Linked DNA regions of Mus musculus: region 2 is linked to region 1. A link is a contact called in public HiChIP or PLAC-seq data. All regions are on one chromosome and are shown on one strand. The core of a region is the stretch at or near the end of the contact, and the rest is flanking DNA. Distances in the headings are between cores, read along the strand shown.

Region 1 (4,767 bases), core at 1,406-3,905:
GAGGCAAGTGGATTTCTGAGTTCGAGGCCAGCCTGGTCTACAGAGTGAATTCCAGGACAGCCAGGGCTACACTGAGAAACCCTGTCTCGAAAAACAAACAAACAAACAAAAACAAAACAAAAAAAATGTATAGCCATGATGGCCTTGAATTCCTGACCCTCCTCCCAGACATGGCACTCTTGTGGGGAGGATAGGTAGGCAGTGTCAGATTTTGCCCTAAGTCTGGCTCTAACACCTGCTATAGTTCTCCAGAGGCCCAAGGTTTTAGTCCTACCTCAGGGGTCCAAATTCCAGGTCCCTCAGGCTTCCCCCCTATGTTGTAGTTACCCCCTATCCAATCCCTCCTGCAGACCCAGTCCTTTCTTCCAGCTGGGGCACACACCTTTAATCCCAGCATTCAGAATTTGAGACCAGCCTGGACTACACAGAGAAACCTTGTCTCAAAGAAAAGAAAATGTCCCACAGGCTTGCCTACAACCCAATCTTATGGAAGGATTTTCTTAATTGATGCTCCCTCCTCCAAGGACTCTAGCTTGTATCAAGTTGACATAAAAAATTATCCAAGAGAGTCTCAGTGAGTGAACTGTTTATGGTGCAAGCTTGAAGACCTGAGTTTATATCCCCATACTCACAAAAGGCCAGACATATCAGTGGCCCAAGCACTTGGGAATCAGTGGTAGGCAGATCCTGGGGGCTTGCTAGCCAACCAGTCTAGCCAAAATGGTCCAATTCCAGGTTCAGTGAGAGACCCTGTCATAAAATATAAATGAAGGGGCTGAGGCTATGCCTCTGGCAGAACAGTTGGCCAGCATGGAACAACCCAAGTTCCATACCTAGCACCCCACACACCCCGGTGAAGCACACTTGAGATTCCAGGGTCTCAGAGGCAGGATGATCAGAACAAATCATTCTTAGCAACATAGCAAGGTAAGGCCAACCTGGACTTCATGAATTCCTATTTCTAAGTGAACGAGGGCCAGTGGGATAGCTCAGCATGAAAAGGCACTTGCCAGTCAAGTCTGGTGACCTGAGTTGATACTGGAACCCATGTGAAGGTGGGTAAGAGGGGTCCTCTGCCCCCTACACATTCATCACACACAACAACACAGTGTAATGAACAGGCCAGTCAGTGAGGTGGGGAGCCATAGAAGAAGACAGCACAATGGAAGCCTTAGCTTCATGCCACACAGCGCTAGTTCAGAACCCATGTATGAAAAGTAAAGTTTAAAAGCTGAGTGTCAGGGGGCTGGTGAGATGGCTCAGTGGGTAAGAGCACCCAACTGCTCTTCCGAAGGTCTGGAGTTCAAATCCCAGCAACCACATGGTGGCTCACAACCATCTGTAACAAGATCTGACGCCCTCTTCTGGTGTGTCTGAAGACAGCTACAGTGTACTTACATATAATAAATAAATCTTAAAAAAAAAAAAAAGCTGAGTGTTGCTGGTGTACACCTTTAATCCCAGCACTAGGTGGGGCAGAGGCAGGCAGATCTGTGAAATTGAGGCTAGCCTGGTCTTCAGAGTGCCAGGGCAGCCACAGTACAAGTAAAACCCTGGGTGCATGTGTGTCATTCCAGCACTCAGGAGGAGATAGCTACATCCTAAGGGAATTCCAGATCCAGCCTAGGCTACACAGACCTGTCTTAAAAACATGAAATTAGGAGGCTGGCCAGGTGGCTCAACTATAAAAAGCTCTTATCACCATGCCAGATGACCAGACCTTGATCCTGGACCACACAGGGTGGAAAGGACTCCCAAAAAGTAGCCCTCGTTACATGAAGACTGTTGTGTACACACACACACACACACTCATAATTCTTAAAATGTTATACAACTTTTTCTGAGACAAGGTATGCTGTGCTGGAAGTCTTGCTCTGTAGACCAGGCAGGCCTCAAATTCTGAGATCCATCACTTCTACCTCCTGTGTGTTGGGATTAAAGGAATGTGCCCCTACCCCCACATTTCCTCTCATGTATTTATTTGTTTGTTTGTTTGTTTAAAGACTTGTTTATGCATGCAGCGTTCTACCTACATGTATGCCTGCTGGCCAGAAGAGTGCACCAAACCTCATTATAGATGGTTAGCTGGGAATTGAACTCAGGACCTCTGGAAGAACAACCAGTGCTCTTAACCTTTGAGCCAATTCTCCAGCCCTACATTTTCTTAATAAGTCCATGTTAGCTCTACCTAAAATAACAAAAGCCTTACTTCTGCCATCCCAGGAATTCGGGTGGCTGAGGCAGGAGGATTGCTGCATGTTTAAAGTCAGCCTGTACTATGAGACCTCAAAAAAATGAACTGTAGGTTGAGATCCAGCATAGGAGGCTGTGAGTTGGATGAACTCATTACAATGAGCCTTCCAGGGACATCATAGAAAAGGTGGAGCAGCTCCTAGAAGGAGCAGAGCCCTGCCGCATCGCTGGCGACCTGTGAACTACAACTCCCAGGACGCATCGCGCGGGTCGCCACCCACGTCCGGATCTCAAGTTCTTACTTCCCAAGCCCCGGGCGGGGTTTGATCCTTCAACCGAACTCGACGACGAAGGCGGAGATGCAGAGACCAATTATAACGCGAACGAGCACCGGTCGGCCAATGGGAGCGCGTCGGGCGCGGCCGCCGTGAAGGGCGGGGCCACCACGCGGGCCAATGACGCGCGGTGCTGTCGCCATCGGAGTGAGCTGCGCGGCGGCTGGAAGTGGCTGTGCGGCGGCTACTGGGAAGGAGGCTGCGGCTGCGGCGGCGGCGGCGGCGGCGGCGGTCCGGGTGGCAGAAGACGCGGACGATGGTGAGCGCGGCCATGCGGCCTCCCTTACTGCCCGGCATGGCGCCATGGGGTCCCCCACTGTCTCTGAAGGCTCCCCGCCCTATCCCCCCCCACCAGCCCCGGCCCCGCCCCTCACGCTGACCTGTGACCTATGACCCTTCCCCCGATCCCTCCGAGGGCTGCCCATAGACCCCACTAGAGCTCTTTCTGCGAACCCTGACCCTAGGTATGCTTCCAGGCCCTGACAACTCATTCATTTCCGGGTCGCGACTGTCTCTTGTCTCCCCCTCCCGGAAATCGCTTGCGATGGGGTGGGGTCCCTTGAGACAGCCCCCCTCCCGCTCCGGGCTGTTCCTCGACATGGCTCCTCGGGTTCCGGGCGTTTGAGGTGCGGGTCTTGGTTCATCGTAGGGAGGGGGTTGTCACTGTCACATACAGGGCTTTGTCACTAAAGGAGGTGCGACATCGCGCCAGACCAGGTTCCCACCCCTTTCTCTCATCTCGAGCCCACACTTGTCCTTCTTCTTCCTTTTTGCAAAATGAGGGTGCCCACCCCTTAGGATGGGGTATCCACAGGGGCTAACACAGGCACCTGCCCACAGATGAGCTAAGGGACATTCTTCCCTCGCTGTCCCCCAGTCCTCAAGTGACGTGATTCCTGTAACCAGCTGGGAGTTCAAAACCTGCTCCGGGGTTGAGGCTTCCGTGGTTCTTTGGGATTGGGGTTCCCATCTGTGACCTGAGGCAGTGGCCATCCCTCACAGTTGGGCAATGATGAGTCCAGACCCCATATGCCAGCCCGCACCCTGGAGAATAGGTAGTGAACCCCACAGAAGAGTTTCTAGACAGGGAGAGTTGTGCTTTCCAGAGGCCTGTTCCACTTCCTCCCTACCCTCTCCCATCCCAGCCCTTTGGCCATCTTTAATTTACTTAGAATCAGGTTTTCAAAAAGGACACTTTGTGCGCTTTCTAACATATCAGGCATCCTTGAACCCCCCTGTGGTGAGTCTGTGCCTGGCTTCCTTTCATGGGCAGCACCCTGCTTTGTGACCTCATCCCCACCTGCTTAGCCCTTTCCTAGTGGCCACTTCCTCTGGTTCCCAAGTCCCTTCTGTCCCAGGACCTTTGCATCAGCTGCACCTCTGCCTGTGTGGCTTCCCTTGACCTCAAAGGCCCATGGGGGAGTTTACACCTATGTCTTGAGGCCTTATTAGCTCACAGGAGGAGGTTCTGTCTTCCTTTAGAAATGCAGACAGGTACACACTCATGCCTTAACCTGAGGGATCTCTGCTAGCCTTGCGCTCCCCCAGCCCCCATCTTGTTGCTTCCACCTCCCAAGTACTGGGGTGACAGCTGTGGGGGGCATAAGTAGAACAAGACAGTCTTCTGCATGGCTGCCCCAGACTTGCCTGGACCCCACACTAGCCTAGCTTTTGCTACCAAGCCACACATAACACCCTCTAGGCTAATGGACCCAGGTACCTTGGTTCTGGAGCCCCATGTCTATAGCAGTGCTCTGGCCTGGGGGTGTGGGGAGGGAACTTTGAAACCTGCACCCTGGGTGGTCTGGTGTGTTCCTTTTTTGAGCCAGAGCAGCCGATTAAAGGCGGAGAACAGAGACACTGAGGCTGCCTAGCCACGATCCAGGCCTGCAGAGGGGGTGGGCCATTGGCACAGCACCTCTGCATTATTGGAGCATCCCAGGCCTGGGCCTCGGGAATGTCACAGGGAGCAGTACTGGGGGCCTGTGCCCGGCTGTACATTGGTGGATGCCATTGCTCACTGGCAGGCACATGATAGCACACATGGTGACATGTCAGGGCAGGGCACACTAACTGTGGTTCACGTGGTGCCCCTCCCCAGACCCGAGTGATAGTTGGTAAACATCCTGGCTGCCTCCCCAAGTAAAGCAGAATGAAGACAATTACAGGACCCTCTCCAATAGCAGCCAGCTCCTTCTGTGGGTATAAAGTGGGCCACCCCTACCCAGGCCAGGCCTGG
Region 2 (4,252 bases), core at 1,063-3,562, 840 kb before region 1:
CACCCAGTCGCTCCAGCCCAAGTCTTCAAGAGTTGCCTGCACAGTCTCCAAGTGACAGCAGCGCCCCGGACCCAGTGGGCACGAGTCTCTTGGGTGCGCATGCGCGCTTCGGCGCCCCCTGCCGGCGGCTACCCGTAAGCGCAGTTCCAGCTGCGTGCCGCCAGAGGGCAGCATAGCCAGGTCCGGAGGCGGCGTCAGGCGCAGGCGTAATGCGGGAGCACGGGGTCCCCGGAGGCTGAGCGCACGCTTCAGGGGCCTAGTGATGTCCCAGGGGCGGGCCGTCGGCGTCAGCAGGAGCAGCGCTCGGTGCACGCGGTAGGCTTCGGGGAGACCCTGACTCAGCGACGCCCGGTTGACGCGGAGTAGCAGCTGGCCGTGGGACCCCAATCTCACTGCAGAAGAAACCAGAACACCGGTTACTCATGTCCTTAGGGTGTGCCAGGCACAGATGTGCCCCTGTGCAAATGTGCCACTCCCGCCGACCACAGGGTCTGCACAGATGTCAAACATAGGTCTCTCAGTATAGCCCTGGCTGTCCTGGTAACTCTCCATGTAGGCCAGGCTGGCCTTGAACTCACAGATATTTGCCTGTTCTGTGCCACCCCTCACCCCCACCCCAAACCCTCGTGCTGGGATTAAAGACGTACACCGCCACCTTCTGGCTTAAAGTTGATTTTGCTCTTAGCGACAGAGATCCCTAAGGTCTGCCCTGCGCAGGACAGCATGGATCTCTCCAACCTTTTCCCAAGCCTCTGAATAAAGTGTTTAACAAACAGAAGTTGGTTTTCTTTAAAGCAGGGTTTGGTTGCCTACACCTGTCTTCCCAGAACTTGGGAAATGGAGGCAGAAGGATTGCCCTGAGTTTGAAATCGACCTGGGCTACAAATAAAATTTGGGGAGGTTCTCACTCTGTAGTCCCAGCTGGCCTTGAACTCAAGGCAATTCTGCTTCAACCCCCGGAGTAGTTAGGATGGCAGACATGCGCCACCACATCCAAGTGTAGCTTTGCAGATCTTTAGGGAGAGCTACAGTTCGCTTGGATTCACACAACCCTAGCGGATTTGTAAGGGGGCGTGACCCAAATCAGCCTGGGCCCGCCCTCAGCCCTGCTGGGTCCCAGAGCTGAGTCCAGTCCCCTGGATCCTCCTCCCTCCCATCCAAGCGACTGTCACTTGTTACTGTAGCAGTCTCTTTACAAGCGATTGCGTCAGATTTCCGATCCAGTTCCCGCAGGTTCTTTCCGTTTGGCTCCCAACCTGGCTCCTGTCCCTCCCTCTTCCCTCCAGGACCCTCTAACCTTCCCCCATGTCCTCCCCAACTCGAGTGCTGTGCATCTCCAGGAGCGACCTTGACCTCTCTGGACATCATTTGTCCAGCTCCGGTCTAGGGACGGTCATCCGTCCTACTCTGGCTGAGCCCGCTGCTGGCAGCTCCAGAGGTCACAGCAGGGGAAACTGAGTCTCGGAAGCTGGGCTGGGCTCGTGGACTTGAGTGTGTTGGTTGGAGCTTGGAGAGGGTGTTCCTGAAGTGGGTCCCTGGTTGCTACTCACCCTCTGGACTGAGTATCCGGACAGCTGGGTCAGGACTTGGTTCTGAGTTCGAGTCCTCTCGGCTCTGGTTGGCATGCAGCCGGCTCAGCAGGTCCTGGAAGCGACCCCGTAGCTCGTCGGCGTTGAGTTGGGACTCAGGGCCGGAGGGTCGCTGTTCAGGCATTGCCAGGGCGTCCCCCTGCGATGGCCATGACAGCAGCAGCAGCAACAGCAGCAGGAACAGCAGGAACCTCAGTTGAGAGCCGCCTGGAGGCTGGGCCTGGAGCGCGGGCGGGGCCATGTCGCTTGTGTCCTGAGTGTGTCTTTGAGTTAAGCCCTCTGCAGCTGCCTTTATACCCACTGGACTCTGTCCGCTCCGCCCCCGTGTGCGATGCCAACTCGGGTGACCAGGCTAATTCGGGCGGGAATCCCAGGGCTCCGCAGGGGGAGGGGGTGGGAGGGAGGGAAACCGCCGGGCTGGGACCTGAGTGAGGGCTGATCGTCCCCACAGAACATGTGATGGAGTCCAGACTGAAGTTCAAGTGGCTTCTTCCTTCCTCTTGGGACCAGGACTCTCTCCCTCTCTCTTTCCTCCTCTCTCCCTCCCTCCTCCCTCCACCCCCATCAAAGGTGAAGCCAAGGAAAACCTAGAAAAGGCAAGTTCAGGCAAGTCACCCCTATGCCTCAGTGTCCCAGGAGTAGACATTACAGCCGTGCCCAAATGGGCTGGGACATAAGGACAAATCAGGGACTGCACCTCTTCGGTGTCCTCTGTGGGACTCCTACCAATCCTTCAAAACCCTGTACGAACAGTTGTCGCTTCAGGAACCAGATTTACCTTTCAGGATGACTGGATGCTCACACGTGCCCTGCCCTGTGCCTGCCTCAGTATCCCCAGACCAGGGGTTCCTCTTGGGAATGGAGGGAAGAGGAAATCTGCTGCGGGCCTCCTTCCAAACAGGAGGCGGCAGGTGGCTGGAGGGGGTGGGCAGTTCGTCTCAGGCTCAGATAGAAGATGGAGGAGGAGGATGAAGGTGCCAGGAGCCCCATCCACGGTCAGCCTGGGCCCTGAAAGGGTAGTGGCTGTAGTTAGGGCCTCTGGGGAAGACAGGAGTGAGCAAGGAGGGGCACCAGGTGTCATCAAGGGCTCCTGCTGGGGTCCCTCCCAGTATTTACATACTGCTGGGTGGCCTCTGACCTGTGGGGTCACTCCAGGTTAATGACTGACTAGGGTTACTCCATGTCCCCCTGTGAAGACAAGGTAGGTGCATGGTAAGTCTTCACCCGCCATCTCCTTTGTCCAAGACCAGGATGACCCCCAGAACCCTCCCCAAACTGATTCCAGACCACTCCTCCTCAGATCCAAGCCCCACCCCTGATGCACTGCCCAGAACTACCTGTTTGCTCCAGGACCCTTTGCCTACGGGGGTGACTCTTAAAGATCAATGTGGAGAGAGGTGGCACCGCCCTTGGGATCGCAGCTGTGGGCAGTTTTGAGGTATCTGCACTCTGTGAGGAGGCACAGCATGGTGGCCACCTGGCCGGTGAGAGTGGGGTTCTGGGATTATGTTCATCTCTGACCGTTTTCCCCCAAATTTAAGTCTCAGAGTTGGATTCTCTGCCCTGGGCGAGCTGCTGATCTCCGAATCATATCCCAGAGGATAATACTGCAGTCTTCTGGTCCCAGGCCAGCCATTGAGCCTCAGTTTCTCTTTCTGTGAAAGGCTGCTGTGGTCTACATCGTCAGGGTAGGGGTACAGCGGGGGCCGGGGGTGCACGCTACAAATTGAGGGACTATCCCGCGGTCCCATGTGACCTTGGACAAGTTTCTCAGCCTCTCTGCGCTGCAGAGCAAAGGCCAAGGATCAGGATACAGCTGTCTTGCTGCGTGAGATGAGAGGTTGAGACAGGACCATCATGGGTCACAGGTGGGGAAACTGAGGCTGGGGACGGCCCAAAGTCTCTTGGGATGCAGATGGCTTCGTAGATATGGAGCTCGGGAGTGGGCCGAGCAGCTGCCCACTCCCACACGGGGAGCCCTGTGCGGTCTGGATGCTGGGACAGGCCTCGATGTTCTCAGCACTTCTGTACCCCACCTAACCCCACAGGCCGCAGACAGATGCAACCTCAGCCAGCCCAGGTTGCCTCTCTGGCCCTCGGTGTCTTCCTGTGATGGGTCCCAACTTTCCTAACCCACACAGGCCCCTTCAAAAAAGTCACCAGGGCTTCCTGTTTAGGATCCCACTTCGCCAGGCATCTGTGCCCCCTCAACACACACCCACTGCTGTGTGTGACCAACTATACCTTCAGCTTCATCCCGTGGGGTCACCACAAGTTGTGGTAGAGAACTAGAGATGCCCATGTGACCTGAGTACACAGTAGGAGCTCCTGTGCACCTTGAAATTCACACTCTCAGCTGCTTGTCGATAGAGACCCAGGCCTAAAGTCTCAGTCAGGTGTCAGGGTGTCACTTGGGGGTTAAAACAAGACTGTCAGAAGCCTAGGGGACAGTTCCTCCAGGTTCATAGAACTTTCACTCTGTGAATCCAAACCCACAATCCCCCTGCCTCAGTCTCCTGGGTGTCAAGATGATGGAAAATGAGCTACCAAGCTCTTCCTTGCTATATATAGTATTCCACTCTTCCTACAGTGTGGTGACCAGGCCAACGACCAACTGGGCATCTGTCTCTTTAAGACCAGGATCAGTCAGCCATTCACTTTAT

What was found. HiChIP or PLAC-seq counts read pairs in DNA pulled down with a chosen protein or histone mark.
Region 2: a contact with region 1 is called in an H3K27ac HiChIP or PLAC-seq map of microglia, with 6 times the contacts expected there. The contact joins the promoter of Gdf15 here to the promoter of Dda1 in region 1. A contact is called at or near these places in 4 of 39 promoter capture datasets (hippocampal neurons, neutrophils, pre-B cells and 1 more) and 4 of 115 datasets of contacts at active chromatin or transcription factors (bone marrow-derived macrophages, embryonic stem cells, microglia and 1 more).

What each region holds. Positions count from the first base shown.
Region 1 is chr8:71,466,539-71,471,305 of GRCm38.p6, forward strand. It overlaps Dda1 (DET1 and DDB1 associated 1), which reads left to right and starts at 2,656. Exons shown (of 5, transcript NM_025600.2): 1 at 2,656-2,787. The coding sequence starts at 2,785.
Region 2 is chr8:70,629,783-70,634,034 of GRCm38.p6, forward strand. Gdf15 (growth differentiation factor 15) reads right to left here and starts at 2,313. Exons shown (of 2, transcript NM_011819.3): 1 at 1,551-2,313; 2 at 1-392. The coding sequence starts at 1,830. It overlaps Gm34154 (a long non-coding RNA gene), which reads left to right and starts at 2,781. Exons shown (of 2, transcript XR_870495.2): 1 at 2,781-3,073.